Regions from separate parts of the Mus musculus genome. Here all the other regions are linked to region 1. Evidence: chromatin contacts called from public Hi-C and HiChIP or PLAC-seq data. All regions are on one chromosome and are shown on one strand. The core of a region is the stretch at or near the end of the contact, and the rest is flanking DNA. Distances in the headings are between cores, read along the strand shown. Region 1 has its middle 68 kb from the start of Gm34177. Region 2 overlaps Gm34068 (predicted gene, 34068). Region 3 overlaps Gm34068 (predicted gene, 34068). Region 4 overlaps Gm34068 (predicted gene, 34068). Region 5 has its middle 33 kb from the start of Gm23349. Region 6 has its middle 6.7 kb from the start of Gm23349. Region 7 overlaps 1700112H15Rik (RIKEN cDNA 1700112H15 gene).

The links. A called contact is a pair of places that touch in the nucleus more often than the background predicts. HiChIP or PLAC-seq counts read pairs in DNA pulled down with a chosen protein or histone mark.
Region 2: a FOXA1 HiChIP or PLAC-seq map of pancreatic cancer cells shows a contact between it and region 1. The contact joins two enhancer-like sites. A contact is called at or near these places in 1 of 15 datasets of contacts at CTCF or cohesin (large pre-B cells) and 2 of 115 datasets of contacts at active chromatin or transcription factors (T-cell acute lymphoblastic leukemia and pancreatic cancer cells).
Region 3: a contact with region 1 is called in a FOXA1 HiChIP or PLAC-seq map of pancreatic cancer cells. The contact joins two enhancer-like sites. A contact is called at or near these places in 2 of 115 datasets of contacts at active chromatin or transcription factors (astrocytes and pancreatic cancer cells).
Region 4: a FOXA1 HiChIP or PLAC-seq map of pancreatic cancer cells shows a contact between it and region 1. The contact joins two enhancer-like sites. A contact is called at or near these places in 1 of 484 Hi-C or Micro-C datasets (B cells) and 2 of 115 datasets of contacts at active chromatin or transcription factors (T-cell acute lymphoblastic leukemia and pancreatic cancer cells).
Region 5: an HNF4G HiChIP or PLAC-seq map of pancreatic cancer cells shows a contact between it and region 1. The contact joins two enhancer-like sites. A contact is called at or near these places in 1 of 15 datasets of contacts at CTCF or cohesin (the NIH/3T3 cell line), 4 of 484 Hi-C or Micro-C datasets (the N1E-115 cell line, embryonic fibroblasts, myocytes and 1 more) and 4 of 115 datasets of contacts at active chromatin or transcription factors (T-cell acute lymphoblastic leukemia, embryonic stem cells, fibro-adipogenic progenitors and 1 more).
Region 6: a contact with region 1 is called in a Hi-C map of Th1 cells, with 2.1 times the contacts expected there. The contact joins two enhancer-like sites. A contact is called at or near these places in 1 of 39 promoter capture datasets (cranial neural crest), 3 of 484 Hi-C or Micro-C datasets (the C2C12 cell line, the N1E-115 cell line and Th1 cells) and 2 of 115 datasets of contacts at active chromatin or transcription factors (fibro-adipogenic progenitors and heart atrium).
Region 7: a contact with region 1 is called in a Hi-C map of Th1 cells, with 4 times the contacts expected there. The contact joins two enhancer-like sites. A contact is called at or near these places in 7 of 484 Hi-C or Micro-C datasets (the C2C12 cell line, the C3H10T1/2 cell line, Th1 cells and 2 more) and 2 of 115 datasets of contacts at active chromatin or transcription factors (microglia and pancreatic cancer cells).

Annotation. Positions count from the first base shown.
Region 1 is chr1:184,259,567-184,262,259 of GRCm38.p6, forward strand. No RefSeq gene overlaps it. Among named protein-coding and RNA genes, the nearest start is that of Gm34177, 68 kb to the right of the region's middle. Within about 2 kb of position 1,350, at least 82 of the 459 cell types and tissues checked have an H3K27ac peak or open chromatin away from gene starts, as enhancers often do. A contact at or near this core is called in Th1 cells, embryonic fibroblasts, microglia and 1 more, where this site is marked.
Region 2 is chr1:183,763,289-183,765,981 of GRCm38.p6, forward strand. The region is part of intron 1 of Gm34068 (predicted gene, 34068); the gene reads left to right. Among named protein-coding and RNA genes, the nearest start is that of Gm34068, 16 kb to the left of the region's middle. Within about 2 kb of position 1,308, at least 26 of the 459 cell types and tissues checked have an H3K27ac peak or open chromatin away from gene starts, as enhancers often do. A contact at or near this core is called in pancreatic cancer cells, where this site is marked.
Region 3 is chr1:183,787,597-183,790,289 of GRCm38.p6, forward strand. The region is part of intron 2 of Gm34068 (predicted gene, 34068); the gene reads left to right. Among named protein-coding and RNA genes, the nearest start is that of Gm34068, 40 kb to the left of the region's middle. Within about 2 kb of position 1,320, at least 19 of the 459 cell types and tissues checked have an H3K27ac peak or open chromatin away from gene starts, as enhancers often do. A contact at or near this core is called in pancreatic cancer cells, where this site is marked.
Region 4 is chr1:183,807,000-183,809,692 of GRCm38.p6, forward strand. It overlaps Gm34068 (predicted gene, 34068), which reads left to right. Exons shown (of 3, transcript NR_151520.1): 3 at 2,414-2,693. Among named protein-coding and RNA genes, the nearest start is that of Gm34068, 59 kb to the left of the region's middle. Within about 2 kb of position 1,367, at least 6 of the 459 cell types and tissues checked have an H3K27ac peak or open chromatin away from gene starts, as enhancers often do. A contact at or near this core is called in pancreatic cancer cells, where this site is marked.
Region 5 is chr1:184,611,689-184,614,381 of GRCm38.p6, forward strand. No RefSeq gene overlaps it. Among named protein-coding and RNA genes, the nearest start is that of Gm23349, 33 kb to the left of the region's middle. Within about 2 kb of position 1,358, at least 27 of the 459 cell types and tissues checked have an H3K27ac peak or open chromatin away from gene starts, as enhancers often do. A contact at or near this core is called in embryonic fibroblasts and pancreatic cancer cells, where this site is marked.
Region 6 is chr1:184,572,182-184,574,874 of GRCm38.p6, forward strand. No RefSeq gene overlaps it. Among named protein-coding and RNA genes, the nearest start is that of Gm23349, 6.7 kb to the right of the region's middle. Within about 2 kb of position 1,335, at least 20 of the 459 cell types and tissues checked have an H3K27ac peak or open chromatin away from gene starts, as enhancers often do. A contact at or near this core is called in Th1 cells, where this site is marked.
Region 7 is chr1:184,532,976-184,535,668 of GRCm38.p6, forward strand. The region is part of intron 2 of 1700112H15Rik (RIKEN cDNA 1700112H15 gene); the gene reads right to left. Among named protein-coding and RNA genes, the nearest start is that of 1700112H15Rik, 23 kb to the right of the region's middle. Within about 2 kb of position 1,371, at least 44 of the 459 cell types and tissues checked have an H3K27ac peak or open chromatin away from gene starts, as enhancers often do. A contact at or near this core is called in Th1 cells, microglia and pancreatic cancer cells, where this site is marked.

The DNA.
Region 1 (2,693 bases), core at 100-2,599:
AACTAACCATCAAAGTTCCTCAGACATTCACTATGGGCCAGCCAAAGTTGATCATAACAATTTCTGTTCACTGTTTCCTGCCTTGTGTCAAGTGGGTTGCATATGTTGTCATTACCTGCAACAAAGCCACAAAGTGTAATCTCTCTTCATTTCGCTCGGGATGAACGGAGCCCACGGGGACAAGGTAGGGTTTGGGTTTTGAGTTCCTCTACTATGCATGTTTTTCCTTTTCTACTTTTTTAACTTCTAAAAGACACACAGCCACCTCTATTTGTAAGAACACCGTTGAGTGACGTCACACACTTAGAAGGTCTCATGTGTCACTATCCTGCACCTTTACAACCTTTGTCTCTCATAAATCCAAACCCCGACACCACTAAACAGGAACCACCCTTTCTGTTCTCCTCCTAGGCCCCCAGGAGGCACGCACAGCGTATTACAAATTTCCCTTGCTCTCAGAAGCTGAATAACGCTTGGCTTTCTTTATCTGCCCATCTATCAGTTTGTACTTGAGTCGAGTCTGTGGTGTTTTTAGCTATGCGAAACACTGATGTAGAAATGTTCCCCTGAGAGCCTGTTTCCGGTCCTTTTTAGAATGGACTCAGATGCTCCACTGTTCGAACCCTAGAGCCTCCTCACTGGCCCTTTGCTTTGCTGCTGTCAAGATCTTTTCTTTGCTGCCCAGGTTTCCTTTCTTGTCCTACTTTAGTTCCCTGCAGGATAAAATTCTGTTTGCCCCATAAGTCTCTCTGGTTGGCTCTTAGTTCAGTCCCTTGCACACAGTAGGCACTCAATAACTAATGACTAACTAGATAAATGCTCACTGTATCCCTGGTGCAAAGTCTTATGGTGGTAGGAGACACACATGACCTCGAGTCTGAAGATGGTGGAGAGTTTAGAAGAAGCTTGCTAAACAAAGGAAGCCCTCCTGTCTTCTAGAATAGGAAGTATACAGGGCTCTATACTTCCTGGGGCTTCTTCCAAGACCCCATGGCACCTGGATCAAGAGTCAAGACTGAGCATGCTGGAGAGTTGTCCAAGCTAGGTCAACTCCAATTTGGCAGAAATAGGCCTACAGCTTTTTCTCTGGGGTTCTTTCTCCCAACATCACACATGGATGCTAATTAGTCAGGCACGCCTTGATGCAGAACACTTGTGACCCAGGGAATTGGAGGGAGAAGCTGAAAGGGCAGCTGTGAAACAGCAGGGGCAAGGGAAGGGGAAGGGGAAGAGACTAGAAGCTGCTCTCCAGAAATAAATGCAAGTGAAATCAGGTCCAGTGAGAAGCAACTGGAGAAACAAGCCTGGTAGTCTCACAGCTGGGTGCCTTTGCTTAAAATACCCAGCCCTCACTTTAGGAAAGTCCCTTCCACACAGGAACATGCTGTGCTGAGAGATCTCAGAGGCTGAACCCCCTAGTGAAATGCTGACTTCAACTTTCGTTTTCACCCTGACAGGCACAGAAGTAACTTCTAAGCAAGGGCCTTGATTGTCATAAATTCACACCAGGTTGTGGTGCTGGCTTCTGTCTCACAGATGGGGAAACTGAGGCCCGGCTTAATGTAGCAATCTGCTTTCCTAGCATTCTCGGTATTTCCATCCAGATCAGGGCTCTGGATTTGGACTGTGTTCCCTGGGAAATGACCAGCGTGGTCTCCATGGTGCTGCAAACACACCCATTGAGTGGCTGCCTGGTGGCTTAGCGTGGCAGATGCGTGCTCTTCTCCCAGATCTGCCCTGGCATCCCTGGTATTTCCTGTAGATACCATCAAGAGGACATGCCATAGGCTTTGGTTTCAAAGACCAATGAAATAGGACGTGACCCATCGCCATGACTCACTTTTAGGGACTTTCTCCTGAGGAGAGCCACACAAATAGCCTGGTGACAGACTCTACTCATGTTGGTAGAGCACACACCCTGCTTCCCAATGGCTGGAAGGCAGCTGCACTAATGAACACACATTCATTAACAGAACGCAGCACTGTAAAGGCCCGTGAGGATTAAAGTGCTCTGGTGCCAGCTGTCATTCACTTACTGCTTCGTGAGGGATGCATCAGAATGCTATCCATGTAAGAGGAATTGCACACAGATCCTATTCCAGTCTGCCTATAGTCTAGCGAATGCCATTATCCGATTGGAAGTAACAGTTTGCTCAAAGTGAAGCAACACAGTTGCAAAGTCACAACAGAAGACACATTCCTACTTGGTCCAGCTGGCATCTACCTGCTCACAGGCCCCAGGGACCAGGCTTCTTTCTCATCCAAATCCCTGCCTTTCAATCACACAGGCCCCATCTACTGTCTGTCTCACCTCCCTGCCCCGTGTCAAGACCTCTTCCCAAGTCATCATCAGACCCACGGGCCTCACACGTCCCTCTCGGCTCCTGCTCACGCATGCTGTGTTAGTGACAGGGTATCATCAGTCTGACCGAGAAGCTGACTCTGAGTGTCCAGGTCTGTGAGAATGCCTGATTTCCCTTCCCTGTGAGGTACAGTCCTACAGATTTCAATAAGATGTATCATGGCCACACCTGGGGTCCAGCATGGTGGCAGCACCTCTTTGGTATTGTCCTTCATGGCCACATCTCTCCTGTACCTGCAGTTCACGACTGTCACTGTTCTCATAGCACGTTACAGCTTGAGACTGGCTCCTTTTACCCCCAGCATTTATGTGCAGTGCAGGCTGCCTTCTT
Region 2 (2,693 bases), core at 58-2,557, 500 kb before region 1:
ACCCTGAACCTCCCCAGATTAAGTAAGGGTGACCCTTTGTTTGCTCTGTCTCCAAACAAAGCCCACTTGCTGCAAAGACGCACAGGCACACCCAGTGCGTTGTGCTTTTAGTATCTCCTTGTTCTGATATAATGTATGCATAACAGCCAGAAAGATCACCCCACTGACCCTCTCTTTCCTGGGAGACCTCCTGACAGACCCACCCCAAACACTTTGACCGTTTACTTCTAAAAACCCTGAGAACTCAGCTACATGCTAAACTAGCCCAGATCACAGGTTTCTCTCTGCATCAAGTGCCATCTTCTTTAATGCACAGCAAGCATGTGATCAGTTACTTGCCCTATCTATTTTCATGGACATCTATGTGGTTTTTTGTTCCCGAGGTAATAGGTCTTAACATCAAGAAGAAAACTGCTAGGCAGAAAAACCAGGCAAGTGGTGACGCCTAAAGATGTTGTCTCTTCCTTTACCTTTGAGATAACAAATGAACTCATTCTTCAAGGCTTATCTCAAATTACACAACTCTTTTCATATCATCTATCTAGCTATGTTCTATCAACCATCCATATATGTATCTATAATCTTATCTATCTATCTATCTATCTATCTATCTATCTACCCATCCATCCATCCATCCATCCATCCATCCATCCATCCATCTATCTACCCATATTTCTATCATCAATCAGTTAATCATCTATTGGTAGTAGCTAAGCCTCTTCTAGGAGTGGTGTGGGAGTGTAATGCAGACAGCTGTCCTTATGGCAAGGCCTGAGGAGTTGGGTTCCCACATGGCAAGGACCTGTGGGGAAGATTGTGCAGAATCTCCTGGCCTTTCCTGAGGGAATGCTGGGATCGCTTTTGCCTTGCATTTGGGTTTTTGGCTTTGCTATTAGAAGATTTTACTTTCACTCTGTCTGTGACAGACATTTTCCCAGGATCAGAAAAAGAAAGCTGGGGCCGTCATTTATTCTTGTTTGTCTTCGAGAATCATGGGAGTGGAACAAAGCACTGCCCCTCTGTTTGTTAATGGTGGTGATGTGGTTATGTCAACATGAGGGGCCCGGTCCGGGTACGTCAGCTAATGCCCAGATGTTCTCATTTGCCCACCAACCTGTTCCAAACAACAGCTCGATGATTATCAAGAGGTTAGAGAGGTCTTGCTGGATCATTGGTTCCAAGACTTAATAGGAACATTTGGCAGTGAGCCAAGCAACGATGAGGAACTGACTCAGGTTACTAAGCTGCAGAGAGCCCTGGGCGTGACAGGAATTAGATCTCCTGATTAGGATATGGAGAGATACTAGGCACCAATGATTAAATCAGTATTTCCTGGGTACGTAGTCCATCACCTCTCTGTACTGTAACCACAGTTGATACCAGCACGGTCACTTGGTTATGGACCAGTGTGCTGGGTTATATATTAACTGCTTCTTAAAGCTGTGTTTCCTCTTACTTGATACAGTTCATGGGTTAGCAGGAGACTGAGGGAACTGGGGAGGAGGAGAAGGAAAAGGGAGGGAAAATTGCAGTGTGCACATTATTGTTGTTAAACGTAGGATGTTCTTCAAAGAGATTGTACGTGAGAAAATGAGAAAATGAATGTAAAACCTTTCCAGCTGTGAAAAAAAAATCAATGTATAAATAAAGGTGGCCTGAGTTGTCTCAGTGTCAGTGTGTGAACTGCACCTCTTGGTTTAAGGCTGCTTTTGACTATTCTACACATCTTCCTTCTGAACCCCACTGAAGCTGGACTCTAGAAATCTATCATTTATCTATCTGATCTTTGGCCTATCTTCTCTATCTCTATTGTTATTTATATGTCGTTTATTCACCCATCTGTGGTTGTCTGTTTTCCATCCATCTCTTTTCCTCCTTTCCTTCCTTCTACTCCTTCTTCATCATCTGTCATTATGTGAGTAGCTTTCTTATTTTCCTTTTAAAAATGTTATGTCCATAGGTGCTTTGCTAGCATCTGTGCATGTACACCATGTGTGTACAGCGTCTGTGGTATCTGAAGAAGTTGTTGCATCCCCTGGGTCTGAAATGTCAGATGGTTGTGAGCTATCACGTAGGTGCTGGAAACTTAGCCCATGTCTTTTGCAGGAGCAGCAAGTATCCTTAACTGCTGAGCCATCATCTTTCCAGCCCCAGTTTTCTGATTTCTTTAGACAAACACAATCTATTTTGTGGATTTTTTTTTTGGTTACTTGTTCCAATTATTTTGTTTTGCATCTTGTTCCTTAATAACCTTTTAATCCTTTGTCAATGATAACAAAGAATTTTACAAATAGGAGATACTACTTACATATCTGTTGAAGTTCAATGAAATTAATTAGTGTGAAGGCACTCCAGGGCAACAGAAATCCTTTAAACAGTGTGATTACTATAGTGTTTATTTTCTGTTAATTAAAAAGACAAGCACCCAGGAAACCTTTTTTTTTTTCCAAAAAAAAAAAAAAAAAAGCTACTTTGTGTGCCATGAACAATTTCACTCAACATTTACATTCTTTTGTTTGCACCTGTATTCCTTTGCTAATGTTTTCAGTGTAGAGCCCTGACTGCTCTTTGAGCTTGGCTTACTGATTTGGATCCCTGGTTTTTCTTATTGCATTACTCAGTCTCATAATGAATAATTTACCATTTACAATTTGAGCTTCTTTGGTGTGGAAGGAAAACTTAAAAAACATCCG
Region 3 (2,693 bases), core at 70-2,569, 470 kb before region 1:
ACTCAATTCCACTGCTTGATGGGGGATGTGATTTGGAGGAGTAGCAGGTGATTGTAAGGGCTATATAAGATTGCAGCTAGGTGTCATTTCTTTTTCTTTTGGAATAGCTAGGATCAATTTAGATTCACTCAAATGAAGGAAAGCTAAGGGGACAATTGAACAGCACAACACTGCTTACAAGTCTGGACTCTACTTCATGGGGTTGGATCATCCCAGCAATTGTGCACTAGAGGAAATGTGGAGTGGCAGAGCACCCTCTCCCCAGATACTTCTCTAAAGGGGTTGGCATGCTGATGGGTCATGTCCCTGGTGCAAGAGTCAGTGCATGCTAAGATAGTTAACAAGTAGTGGCGCTCCCTTAATTTCCCTTGGAGCAGGCAGGAAGGTCAAGGATCAAGGTGAGAAACCCTAGTAATCTCATTTGTTTGTTTGTTTGTTTGTTTGTTTGTCTCTCTTGCTATTCCTACCATTGGACCAGTCTTGCTTTGTCCTTGATCCACAACTGTTCTTGAGGAAGTTACTTTGAATTACATCCAGATCTGACAACAGCAGACCAAAGAAACCTTGTTCCATCCAGGTTCATATTAGTGAACAATGAGTTTATTAGAATTACCTACCAGGGTGACTCTGATCTCAGTACTGGTGATGACTCGTGGAAGCTATACCACTGGTATCTTCCATGCAACTTACAGGCAGGGCTACCCCCAAAGCTTCTGATTGTCTTAGCAATTACTTACTGATTTTTGGTAAGGGGCTTTAAGGGTCTTGTGAATTTTGAGTTTCCCAGATCTTGTAAACTTGTGAGTTCCCAGATCCTCTGACCCTTTTCCTCTCTCTAGGAGGGGATGTTTCAACCTATAGAAAATAGGTACATGATATTACTACATGGCATTGACAGAGTCAGCACATCTGGAATAAAGCTTTCAGCTTAAAACAGGAAAGAAGGATGGTGAGGGTCTGTTCTCATCAGGACTTCTGCCTTGACACATGGCCAATCCACCTTACCAGAGTGCTCCTGAATGACTCCAAGGCATAGGCTATGCTTACAGAGTGTTTCTTTGTCAGAAGGCATAGCTTCCTCAGGAAGGCTAAAAAGCTGATGTTTATTCTCCTCCTTACAGCCTTCTGGTCACACCCTCCTTGCTGGTAGTGTTATGTCCTCTACTTAACAGAAGTGGAGATCATCACTTAGAAAGGTAAAGTATCTCACCCCAGATTTTGTTCTGAGGGTTTTCAAGCCAGGGTTAGATTAGGGTCTGCCAACAGTTGTGTACTGAAAATGACTTGCACTTGGGAGTCAACAAATGTCATTGTCTCTTTCCAACCCAGTGCAGAGTGTTGAAATTGTGAAATGAGTCATGATGGGAGTATTCACACCATGGTAATGAACATGAGTCGCAAACCAGAGCTTCTGTACCCACACTGGAGAATTAAACATTAACATAATAACAAAACAGACAAAAACCCAGTTATGTGACTTTAATGTCCACATTCTTTTCATTGTCCCATGTTTCTTTGAAAGGGCTTGAAAGAGTTTGGTTTATACAAATTGGATCATTTGGATTGCATGTATTATTTATAAGACTAGACACTTGTCTTACTGTGGGCTGCATTCTAACACTAACCAGTCAAAAGAGGAAACGCATAGTACAGAACACTCTTTTGTAATCAGGCTCTACTTGACATTCTCTCTCTCTCTCTCTCTCTCTCTCTCTCTGTATATATATATATATATATATATATATATATATATATATATATATATATCCTACAGAAGTAAAGAGGGAGCATGTCTGGATGATTGAATATTCCCAATTCACACTGCGTTAATGTAGGGCTTTGGGCATCAATTTTACATGCATAGAGCAAAAGAACCCATCCATGCACAGTCATGGAGTCTAGAGAGATACCATGAGGTCAATTTTTGAATCAAGTCACTACTTACAAGTCTCAGTGCAAGTTCTTTAACTTTTCTATGCTTCAGTTTCTACATCTGTCATACAATTGTATTATCCTTGAAGTAAAGAATAGGAAGAGATGGTAAATATATTAAAGACATGTAACTTTGCAGTTTTATTAACAACACAGTAAATACTCAGCGAACAGTGGCTTTTAAATGTGGATTTGTAACAACCTAAACCCACCTGTGCCTGAAAACTACATGCTAATATATCCTGGTATTTAATAACATATTTATTTATCTCACTGAACCATATCTGAATTCTAGGACAATGTGACATTTGTGCTGGGTATAGTAAGAAGGGAAAAGAAGGAAATTCTGAAGCTCAGTTCAAATTGCAATAGTCGGCCAGGCTTATGCATAGTCCTTGAGTTTTCACCTTCATTTCTCCCCTCTCTAAAGTAGAACTAAGTAATATCATTTAGCTTATATATTGCCAGACTTAACTGTGACTTCTAGGAACATGCTTGAAATGTATCTTTATAGATAACTCAGTTTTTATCATGGCTAAAAACATCAGCAGATATTTTATTACTGCTGGGATGGAGTTTTAGAAGTCTGAAGTTTTGATCTACACACTCTAGAGATAAACATATTTTTTTTTAAGTCAACTGGGCTGGGAGGAGAGTGTTAAATATTGAAGTTGGGAAGAATCTAAGGAAGCCTTCCTGACCTGAGGAAGAGATGGTTGGAGGCTAGCAGACTCACTCCAAAAGAAACAAAAGAGAATGCT
Region 4 (2,693 bases), core at 117-2,616, 450 kb before region 1:
ATGAATTGAGTCCAACAGCCGGAGAGCATGTCCCTCACAGTGATGTCAGCCCCATGAAACATCATATGTAATCAGAGACTACAGGCACTTGTTTCTCTTTGCACAATTAAAACTAGGTTCTGCTATTCCTGGGAACCATATTTTTAGAGTTTAAGCTGGGTGTAATGAGAATTCTAAAAATAACATTGTGAAAGGTGAGGCTAAGTGTGGGGGGCTGAGTTCACCCTGGTGCTGGGGCAATAAAACATTATCCGTGGTCCATTTAAAGCCCTTCAGCCCTGGGATAACGTTTTTTGCTTGGACAGAAGCTTAGTTCATCCTGTTTGGACCCAACTCAGTTTCCATCGACATGGTGGTGGTCCAGGGAATAGGAACTATGAATGAGTTATTAGGGGAATTTTAAAGCTGTTGAAAAACCTCAGGGGGCAGCTTCTTTCACAGGAGCTCTGGTTACACTGAGCCGAGAGGTTTGGGGTATCCACTGTTGGGACCACCACAGCTGGCCAGCTCACAGCCTTCCAGCATGAGGGCTCTTCTTAGAATCATGCTTCTTAAGCCCCGAAGGCTGCCAATAATAACGATCTCTGGGTTGGCAATGAGAGAGCCTGTAACCTCAGACCCAGCTCTCGGCACCCAGTAGTGTGCCTAAACTATGATACATGCCTTGTAACAGATGTGAGAGACTTCAAGATTTTAATAAGTCCAGGCTTTGGAATGGATATAGATTTCCTGGATGGAAAAGCCCTATATTAACTGTCCCACCCACAGCTCCTTTAAACACACATGAGCACTCATCACACACGAAGCCCTCCGTGCATGTGCGCATTGCCAGGTTCCTGCTTGAGGCAGACCTGACCCCAGCAGCAGATGGGCATTATCAAGTTTCTTATCACATCCTTGCCATCCAGTAACTTGACGTCTCCTGTTTTTTGGGCCGTGCTAATGAGGCTGATGTTGCAAGCTTACTTTTGCTGATGAGCTACATGGCTTTCCTCTTGTGTGTTCAGGGATATTTTCCCTAGCTTGTTTGCCTGTTTATTTAAACTCAACCTGCAAGTCTGGGTCTGGGATAAGATCACCGACTGCTTGTCTGTTGGCTCACAAATGTCTTGCTTCAGATGCAGACAAGATCTGAGATAAGCTAGTTCCATATGGGCACAAGTATATGAAGAACACTGGATGTGTTGTTAATACCAGCAGGGCAGCGTCTGATAGACTAAACTAACCCTGATTCTCTAAGCAGCCTTAGCCCAAAGCAATGGCAACAATGATTTCTGTGACCTTGAACATGTACAGGGCATCTGATCACACAGTGCCTTCTGCAGGGGCAGGCAAGAGCCATCTACATTTATGTTGTAGCCTGAGTAAACATAAAAAGAATTCTTACTTTCCTATGTACACAAATGCTTAGTAGCACTCCCTGGGGCTGAGGTTACTGTTTGAGAATTGTGAATGCACAGTTGATAGTAGACTGAACAGCCTACATAACTTTCTGTCAGAAAAGCGGTGATTTTAGCAATGGTGAGGTGTTTGCAAGTGGTCAAATCTAACTCCATCATTTTTAGACTGATATCAAATTACAGGCTGGAGAAATGTCTTTCTCAACATTACCTGGCATTTGGTATATATCTGGAGTTACTTAAGACTCAGGCCAAACTCTATCAGGGTTTTGTTGATTCTGTCAAGTAAGGTCTACCCAATGGACTTTTCAGTATCTTTTTCTTTGTCTCTACTCTTTTTATTTTGTGTCCCTTTGCCCAGTGGCAGCAAGGAGTACCTACACTTTTGTTCTTTCTCAATAAGTCTTCCCCTAAAACTATTATTCAGAAATCACCAGACCAACGTGTTCACACCACCACACAAACGAATGAAAAGCTGCTTTCTAGCTTTGTGTGCCTTGTAAACATTAAATTGAACTTGCGGTCAGATTTAGTTATGGCATCCGAGCAGCCTCAGGTCAGCACAGTTTGGGAAGCAATGGTCAAAATGGTCCATAGCTTGGATCTCATCGGTCCAGATTTATACCTGTTAAAGAATTGTGAGCTGATAGATTGGGCAAAAGCCATTAATTCATGTGGTTTCCTAACAGTTACAGAAATGAGAACCAAAGGAGACAGTGAGTTTTCCCCATGCTCAAGGAGCTAGTTAATGATGAGGCAGAGGTGAGCCTTTGGGATCAATCATCATGAAGGTAATGGGCTGAACAAAAGATGTTCCATGGGGGGTCCCTTTCCCCATTCCTCTAAGAAATGCTTTCTGGATGACTGTGTGGTATATGTGCATAGTGTTTAGTATGTGTTTTTGAGGTGTGTATACGTCAAGTTTGCCTGGTATGTATATGTGTATGTATATTTGTATTTGAGGTGGGTATATGTACATAGTTTATGTAGTATGTCTATTTGTGTATTGACAGAAGCCACCTAGGAAAGGCCATGTGGGAAGCAAGTGAGTTTCCTGGAGACAGCCCACCATTTTACATGGATATGACGGGTACAGTCTGGAGAGGCCCAGCCCCAGAAACGTCCCAGGATGGCTTTTTACTTCTGATAAAACTTTCTTCCTGGGCATCAGCCCACCCTATTGAGCAAATTCGACCCTGCAGATCAGCATGAAGATGAACTTTCATGAATTAATGCTCCTTAGATGAATTGATTACTTCCTGATTTGAGTCTAATGATTTTAGGAAGAATGTT
Region 5 (2,693 bases), core at 108-2,607, 350 kb after region 1:
AAAGCTTGAGTTTGGGTCTCAGAGACCACATAAAAATCTGGCTGCAGAGTGGAAAAGGGGACTGGAACAACAAAGCACCTACTATGCAGGCCTGAGAAACTGAAGTGGGATCTGCAGCACCCAAAACAAAAATCTGGGCATAGCAGCATGTGACTGTAGCCCAGCACTGAGGAGCACAGCAGAGACAGGTGGGTCCTCAGAGCTTGTTAGTTATCCAGCTTAGACTAACAGAAAGACAAGCTGCAAGTTCAGTGAGAGCCTGTCACAGGGTCTAAGGTAGAAATGTGATTAAAGACTCCCAAACATCAACCTCCAGCCTCCACAGTACCCAGCAAATGCACACATACATGTACCACAGAGGGCGAGGGAGACATGGGGTGAGCGTGCTCCTACATGGCTACAAATGAAACAAGAGACCAAGTGACTCCCCAGAAATTTATAAGCAAGCTGCTCTGGCCTACATGGCAAACCAAGTTCCAGGCCAAGCAAAAGGGATGTTTCAAACCAAAGGTGTAAGGCTCTTGAGGACTGCACCCAGAGTTGTCCCTTGACCTCCATACACACTCTGTGCATATGCGTACCTGTACCTACACACATTTGAGCACAAGAACCTGTGCACATGTGCAGGCACACACACACACACACACACACACACACACACACACACACACACACATAAAGCTTTAAAGCAAAGATAAGGAAAAAGAAAACCAGAGACTGGAGAAAAGATGTACAGATCGTGTATATAATCAAAGACTAACAATGTAGACATATCTTTTCTTTTTTAAAAGGGGGTGAATTCCTGGAAATAGCCAGCCTAGTTGTGATTAGAGAAATGCAAATTCAAGTCAAACAAGATCTCACTGTACAGCCTAGCAGGCACTCAGAACACTCCAGAGCATGAGAAACAGGGGCCACTGCTGTCCTTTGCTGACCAGGTGACTCAGTAGAATGACTTTGGCCTTTTGTAGTTTCTTATACAACCAGACACACACTTGACCATGCATCCCATCAACCCTAGGTGTTGTCTTGTTACGGTCTCCGTTGCTATGAACACCATGACCAAGGCAACTCTTAAAAAGGACAGCATTTAAATGACACTGGCTTACAGATTCAGAGGTTCAGTCCATCAAGGCAGGAGCATGGCAAAGTCCAGGCAGGCGTGGCACTGGAGAAGGAGTTGAGAATTCTACATCTTGATCCAATGGCAGACAGGAGAAGACTGTCTTCCAGGCAGCTAAGAGGAAGGTCTCCAAGCCCGTTCTTCCAACAAGGCCACACCTACTAACAGTGCCATTCCCTGGGACGAGCATATTCAAAATACCACGTGTTTACTCAAGTGAACTGGAAATTTATACTAATATAAAAGCCTGGGCATTGGTGCTGAGGAGATGACTCAGTGCATAAAGTATTTGTATTGCAAGCTTAAGGACCAGAGTTCATTCAAATCCCCAGCAACCCTAGAAAATCCAAGTGGTCATGGTGGCCAGCCTGGAATCCCAGCAGTTAGGAGACAGTTACAGGGGATCTTTGTGGGCAAGCCGACTAGTTGGAGTATTCTAGTTGTCTCTTACAAGGGTGCAGGTATTCTGAACATGTACAGTAAAGCTAAAAAATAATTAGAGAAAATCTTACCTAGATAATGAGATCGGGTTTCTTACTGTTAATGAGAGAAGCTAGAGCTAATCAAGAGAAGGCTGAGACCACATCAGCTACTAAAGTAGAATCTGAGATGGCAGCGTGAACCAGTGCTTACATCACTGTTGTAGATTAGGATAGAAATAATACAGATTTGTGTGCATACTGACACAGGCTAAATTACACACACACACACACACACACACACACACACACACACTGTGACACTTTATTAACATTGATTCTCACCTTGTTAGGACCTAGAATTAACTAGGAGAGGAGCCTCTGGACACGCCTAAGAGGAATTATCTAGACTAGGTTGGCCTCTGGCAAATCTGTGAGAGATTATGCTGTTTAGGTGAACTGATGTGGGAAAATCTATCCTGGAGATAGGTGGCACCACTCTAGGGCTTTGTCCTGACTGCCTAAAAAGGAAAAGGCTCCCTGTGCTTGGAGTTCGGACACAATGTGACCAGCTGAGAACAGCCATTTGCCTCCCCGAGCTTCCTGCGTGTGGACACAATGTGACCAGCTGTTTCAAGTTCCTATTGTCATGATTACCACAAAGGACTGTTCCTGGAACTGTGAGCCAAAAAAAAAAAAAACCAAAAAACAAAAAACAAAAAACAAAAAACACTTCCTTCCTTAAATTGCTGCTCTTGGGGTCTTTTATCACAGCAGAAGAAAAATAAGCGATACATACAACCCCTAACTCTGCCTGCTCAAAGGTGCTAGAATTGCTGCCACTCTGGCATCCTGTCCATATCTAGATTTCCAAATGTTACTCTCCCATGAAAGAAATCAGGTATTCTTGGAAAAGTGCCTGATTCTAAGGACACAGCAGAGAAACCGCAAGACAGATCTGGAGTAACTTAAAGTTTCAAAAATTAAAAGTGTGCTAAAAAAAATTAATCAATTAAAAGGTAGTTACATATCAAAAGTATTCTTCTGTCCATCCCAAAGGGCTTCCAGAAGACTAGGAAGAACTTAGGATAATACTTTCCTAGCATATACAAACTCTAGTACTGAAAAAAAAAATCTCTCAATGAACTTAA
Region 6 (2,693 bases), core at 85-2,584, 310 kb after region 1:
TATTATACTTCCATATATTATACTAATATTACACTTCCATAACTCTTTTGCAGATGCACGTGGCTATCACATGTGCTATAGACATTGCTATCTCAGTTTTCTTTCAAAGTGCCCGAAGTTGGAGAGATGGCTTAGTCAGTGAAGAACCCGCTGTATAGCCATGAGGATCCAAGTTCAGATCCCTAGCATCCACATAGAATCTGGATGTAATGCTAAGTACCCACAGCCCCAGAGCTGATGACCAAGATAGGAGATACTGGGTGCTCAATGGTCAACCAGTTTTGCCAAAGTTGTGAGTTCCACATTCAATAAGAGATCTTAAATATTAATAGAAAAAGCAAGAAAGGAAAATATCTGACCTTTAGCTTACACACATACACACAGAGAGAGGGGGAGGGCAATGGTGCAGGTATATGCCCACACATACATGCAATGCACACACACACACACACACACACACACACACACACACATCTTGAGTTTATTTCATAATTGTCCAATTTTCCTTTAAGAAGGAAAAAAAATGTTGCCTCCTGCTCTCAACCCTTGTTATGTCCATCACTCTACAACTTGGCCCCAAACCAGTTCTTTCTATAACTTCATCCTAACTCTTCTGTGGCAGAGACCTGCACTTAATGGACACGTCCCTGATCCCCTCTCCTGGCTGACTTTATCTGTGCCAGCGCAGGCAGAATGATGGGAAACCAAGGACGACCTAGAAGGCTTTGCCGAGTGAGGGGAATGAACAACACACTCATCGGAATCAGGATCTCTTATGATCTAAACATTTTTATTAGAGGAGGGCTCCTGATGAGAGCAGAGCATCTTCCCAAGAGCCCCAAACAGTTCACCATTTTGCTCAAGTGATTGTAGCAATCAAGGAAGCTCATTGGAATCTCGGCTACCCAAGCAAACATGGGCCATCTAGGTTCACCAAAGCAATGTTCCATGGATCCATCATCTTCTGACAATGACCTTCTTACACGTTGTCACCAACCCCACCCAACCCCTGTCTGTGTGCATCAACTTTCTGTATAGACAAGCTCTGTGGGCACTTCCTGCCTAAAAGACAAGTACTGACACTTGTTCTTCAAGCAGAGAGTTGTGGTGCTGAAGATGGGACTCGGGATTCTACGAGTACTTCGCAGATGCTCTAAGATGGAGCCGCATGCATCCCCAGCCCTCTCAAGGTTGGGAAAGAGACAGGACAACGATGTAGCACCTTCCATATGTCACTGGGTAGGTGGGTGGTTTGCTCATAACTCTTCTCCTCTCAGCAACTCACTGAAGCTAACCAGAAACCAAGTAACAGCAGGAAGCCACAGATAACTGCCAGCTGACTTTCGTCTCAGACTTCCACTTTAAATTGGCAAAACTTATGTTTGTGTTTGACAGCCCAGTGGTGGCTCAGCAATTCGAGACACAGAATCTCTTTCATTTCCACATTGCCTGGTTTCCCAGAAACCACGCTCAGATCTCTGAGCCACAACAAAGAGATGCACACTTAGCAAATCAACCCCCTTTGCTTCTTCCACGGGAGCATATGCATTTTCAATTTGGCATTTCCAAAATGTCTGCACCTAAGGAAACAGAGACACTTTTTAAAAGGCTGTTTGCTTTCAGCTGAAAATAGTTACCTCTTAAAAATATCTTTGTTCATGGACACGAGAAGTGAGCAAGAAAACCACAGCCTTCATCTCATAAGAGCTGCAACACTCACCATCTGAGATTAACAAGATGTACAACAAAGAACCATGCCAAGAAACTTGAATTGAGTGGGTCTGAGACCCTGGCACGCAGGCACCCACCTGAGAGGGTAAGTGTCTCCCTGATCCCTGCCAGATTCCTGGCCCAGAACACGTGGCCACACTACCCATGTCGCTCAAGTAGCCCAGAACAGAATTCTACATGCTAACAAGGCATCTAGATGCCCTGGAGGTTTAACCAATAAGCTTCCCTTCCCAGACATTCCTTCCTGCAAAAGGTATTTAATCTCTGGTCCACCCTGAGAAGGTGGTATGCACCCCTTTTCCACAATGAACAAGCAATAAACTGTTTGGAACCAAGGACTGTCTCTTCCATCAAGGACCACTGTGGGGAACATGGAAAATACCTTTGCCTACAGAGCCACAGCCTACAGAAGGCCCCTTTGTGCTCCCAGACAACCACTGCTAAGCTAAGGACAATAGCAAATGAGCTAACTCAGCATTCCCCATTCCCCTGGCCCTGGGCTCATCATCATCCTCAGCCCTCAGGACTCCAACTCCATTCCCAGCTCCCTGAGACCCAATGGCGTCAAGATGTCCAGGAGTTTGGGAGCCCTAGGCCCTGGCCTCGGCGCTAACCCATGGACCTCCGGCCCTCTGTTCCTGACTCCACTGTGCAGTTTTCCAGAGGTGACTGGATTCCCGGGAGTCAGGGAACCCAGCTTCGGTGTCCCTCCCTGAGCAGTGTATCAGCGCTTCGATTGAGCCCAGCACCTGACAGCACGCAGGCTAGCCCACAGCAGGGCAAAATGCAGACCCACAACATGACTTACAGGAAATACTACATGCTCAGCAAACGTTAGTGGAGATGGGGTAAGAAAGGAAGGGAAGAGGGCAGAGGGAAAGGGAGGAATGCTTACATACATAGAAAATTCCACACTAATAAGTAAGAAACTATTGGCTGTTGACAGATAAGTAACTGAGACA
Region 7 (2,693 bases), core at 121-2,620, 270 kb after region 1:
TCTCTGAGAAGAGATTGTAATCAATTTACCAAGCCCAGACTTCAGGAAATTTTCGTATCCACAAAAGAAGCTCTGGTTTGGAGGTTTGTCCAGTGTCTGCACCCAGCCTTCCTCCCGTACGCATGCGCTTATTTGTGCCTTTTTCCCCAGCACATACTTCTCTCTATACAGCTTTACTGGGCACACTGGCATTAGCTTCCCTTGGTTCACTGGCCAGTGGTTTATAAAATGGCAGAGTATATATGTCTGGTTTGTCACCTTGGAAGGCTTCATGTTGTCTCTGGGAGGAAGTAGCAATTATTCATACATTTTGTATTTAAAGATTTACCTTCTCAATATTGTTTCAGGAAATTAGAATTTAGAGGTGTGTGTGTCTGTGTCTGTGTGTGTGTCTGTGTGTGTCTGTGTATATGTGTCTGTGTGTGTTATGTGTCTGTGTATGTCTGTGTGTGCCTGTGTGTCCTTGTGTGTGCCTGTATGTGTGTCTGTATGTGTGTGTCTGTGTGTGGTGTGTGTAGTGTGCCCATACCTATTTTCTTTTCAGTGTTATAATCCCACACTTTAGTATTTTGAAAACCAAACAGAAAGCTTTGAGCAGCTTTTCAATGTAACCATAAATTTACTTTTAAAAAAAAATCCCTTTGAAGAAGTCATCAAATAAATTAGCCAAGTTGGAAAAGCGCCTGTAGTTTGTGTTGGCTTTGGGTCTTAGGGAGCCCCCTTAATAAACAACATCCAGTGGACTCAGGCAGTAACAATGTAATTTCAATGATTAATCAAGTGTTAAAACTAGTTTAACCTCTCCTGTTTTACAAACTCTCCATCACCCTGACTAAACTAATAGAGGAATAAGACACCCATCTGGAAATCTCATCTGAAATATTAGATTGGGAATCTAAAATTCAGCCAAATAGTGTGGCTTGTAGGGATATCCTGTCGGATAATAAATTGCATTAATCTTACTTAAATTTTCCATCTAAATCATGTCCTGAAGCCGTATTACTATGAGGGAAAAAAAATGCCTTGCTTTAATGCATTGTGCTACTGAAAACGATATTAAAAGGAGGGGGGAGGGGAGAGCTTTCCTTTCTTGTTTTGACTCTGCTTGATTTTCCACCATAAAAAAGAAAAAAAAAAATAGCCCACATGAAATTTCAGGATTCTTCTAAACCAGCGGAGGCCCCCTTGAGCCACCATCAGCTCTGCCCGGACACCAACAGGAAATAATGGTAATCTCTTTCAGGAACTTTGAGGAACTTTTCCCCTAATTTATATGTTTCTTCCCTGTTGGTGAACTCTGAGTCATAGTGGCTCATAGCAATTTGGTCTTTGTTGTTGTTTCCTTTGTGTGTGTGAGTGTGTGTGTGCCCATGTGTCTGTGTGTTGTGGGAGTTGTGCTTTCTCACCTTCTCTTGACTTTCACACTTCCAGAACTGTAGCATACATCTTCCTAAAGATGTTCACTATGAATTTATTATTCCTTCTACTTTTAATAGAGAACAGTCATCTATGCCAACACATTTCGAGCACTTTCTTATAGCTACCAGAAGAAAAGGATCTCGCTGTGGCTTTCTCAGAGCTCTGAGGAAGAACTCGGCTGGCCCTGAAGCCCCTTGCGGTTCTGACCCACTGTCTGCCACTTACTGCCTGCTGTCAGTATGAAGAGCATTAGAAGGTGTTAGAATAATGTTGACTCAATGTGAAACCACAAGTCCTAGGAAATATTGACTCACCTCTGTTGCTTGGAAGGTGTCTGCTCTGTTAGAATTTACAGAGAGAGAAGGGTCCTGGGGCAAAGTCTACTACCATCATCCCCATGCCCTTGGAAATAGCTAAGAAGAGAGGGGTGTCACTCATCAGAAGATGAGTGTCCCATGGCCTCTTATGTCCATCCCTAGATTGATCCTCACAGCACCGTCTCTATGGTCACCTGTGGAGGAAGAAGTAGGAGTTACATAGTTTAACCCCTTGTCAGTGAGTACTGGTAAGGGGTAGTGTGACGACAAGAGCTGAGGTCTCCAGTCTACTGACAGCTCAAATGGCCAGTACGAGTATTAAGTAGATCTACTTCTAGGCTTCTGTAGATGTTCTAGGGGCCCCTTGAGTCCAGACTATCATACCCCCAAATGAGCTGTGAGCACTGTAAACTCAGCCACCAAAGCCACCGGGCTTGTGATTATTCTCTCCCTCCATCTCACAGTTCCTCCCTGTATTCAGAGCTCCTGAATCCTCAGAGGTTTACATGAGAAGCACATCTGGTATCCACCCCTCCTCTCGATTCTATTATGGTATCCTATCAAGTCCTCGGGGCCTCTCCTATGAAAAGACTCTTAACAGTTAGCAGCCATCGCCTTCACCTGACCCTTCCTCCTACTGGACGATCACTCTACAATCACAGTGTGTTGATTCCTCTGTTCCCACCTCCTCCAAAGCCCCCATCACCCACAGAAGCAATCCCTGCTGCAAACTTCCCAAACTTCCTTGCTGTATATGCAGACTTCCCTAAGGACTGAGTCTTATGGCTCCTTTTAGAGTCTACATGGCCTGCCACCCTGCACAAGGCTAGGTTGAACCCTGAGTTCTAGACTTCACCTGAAGTCCAGCATGTCTTCAAACATGTTGAAATGACCACTCTGCTTATCTCGGACTGGCCCAAGCATCTTCAATGCAGACCAGTTTCTACCCACCTTTGT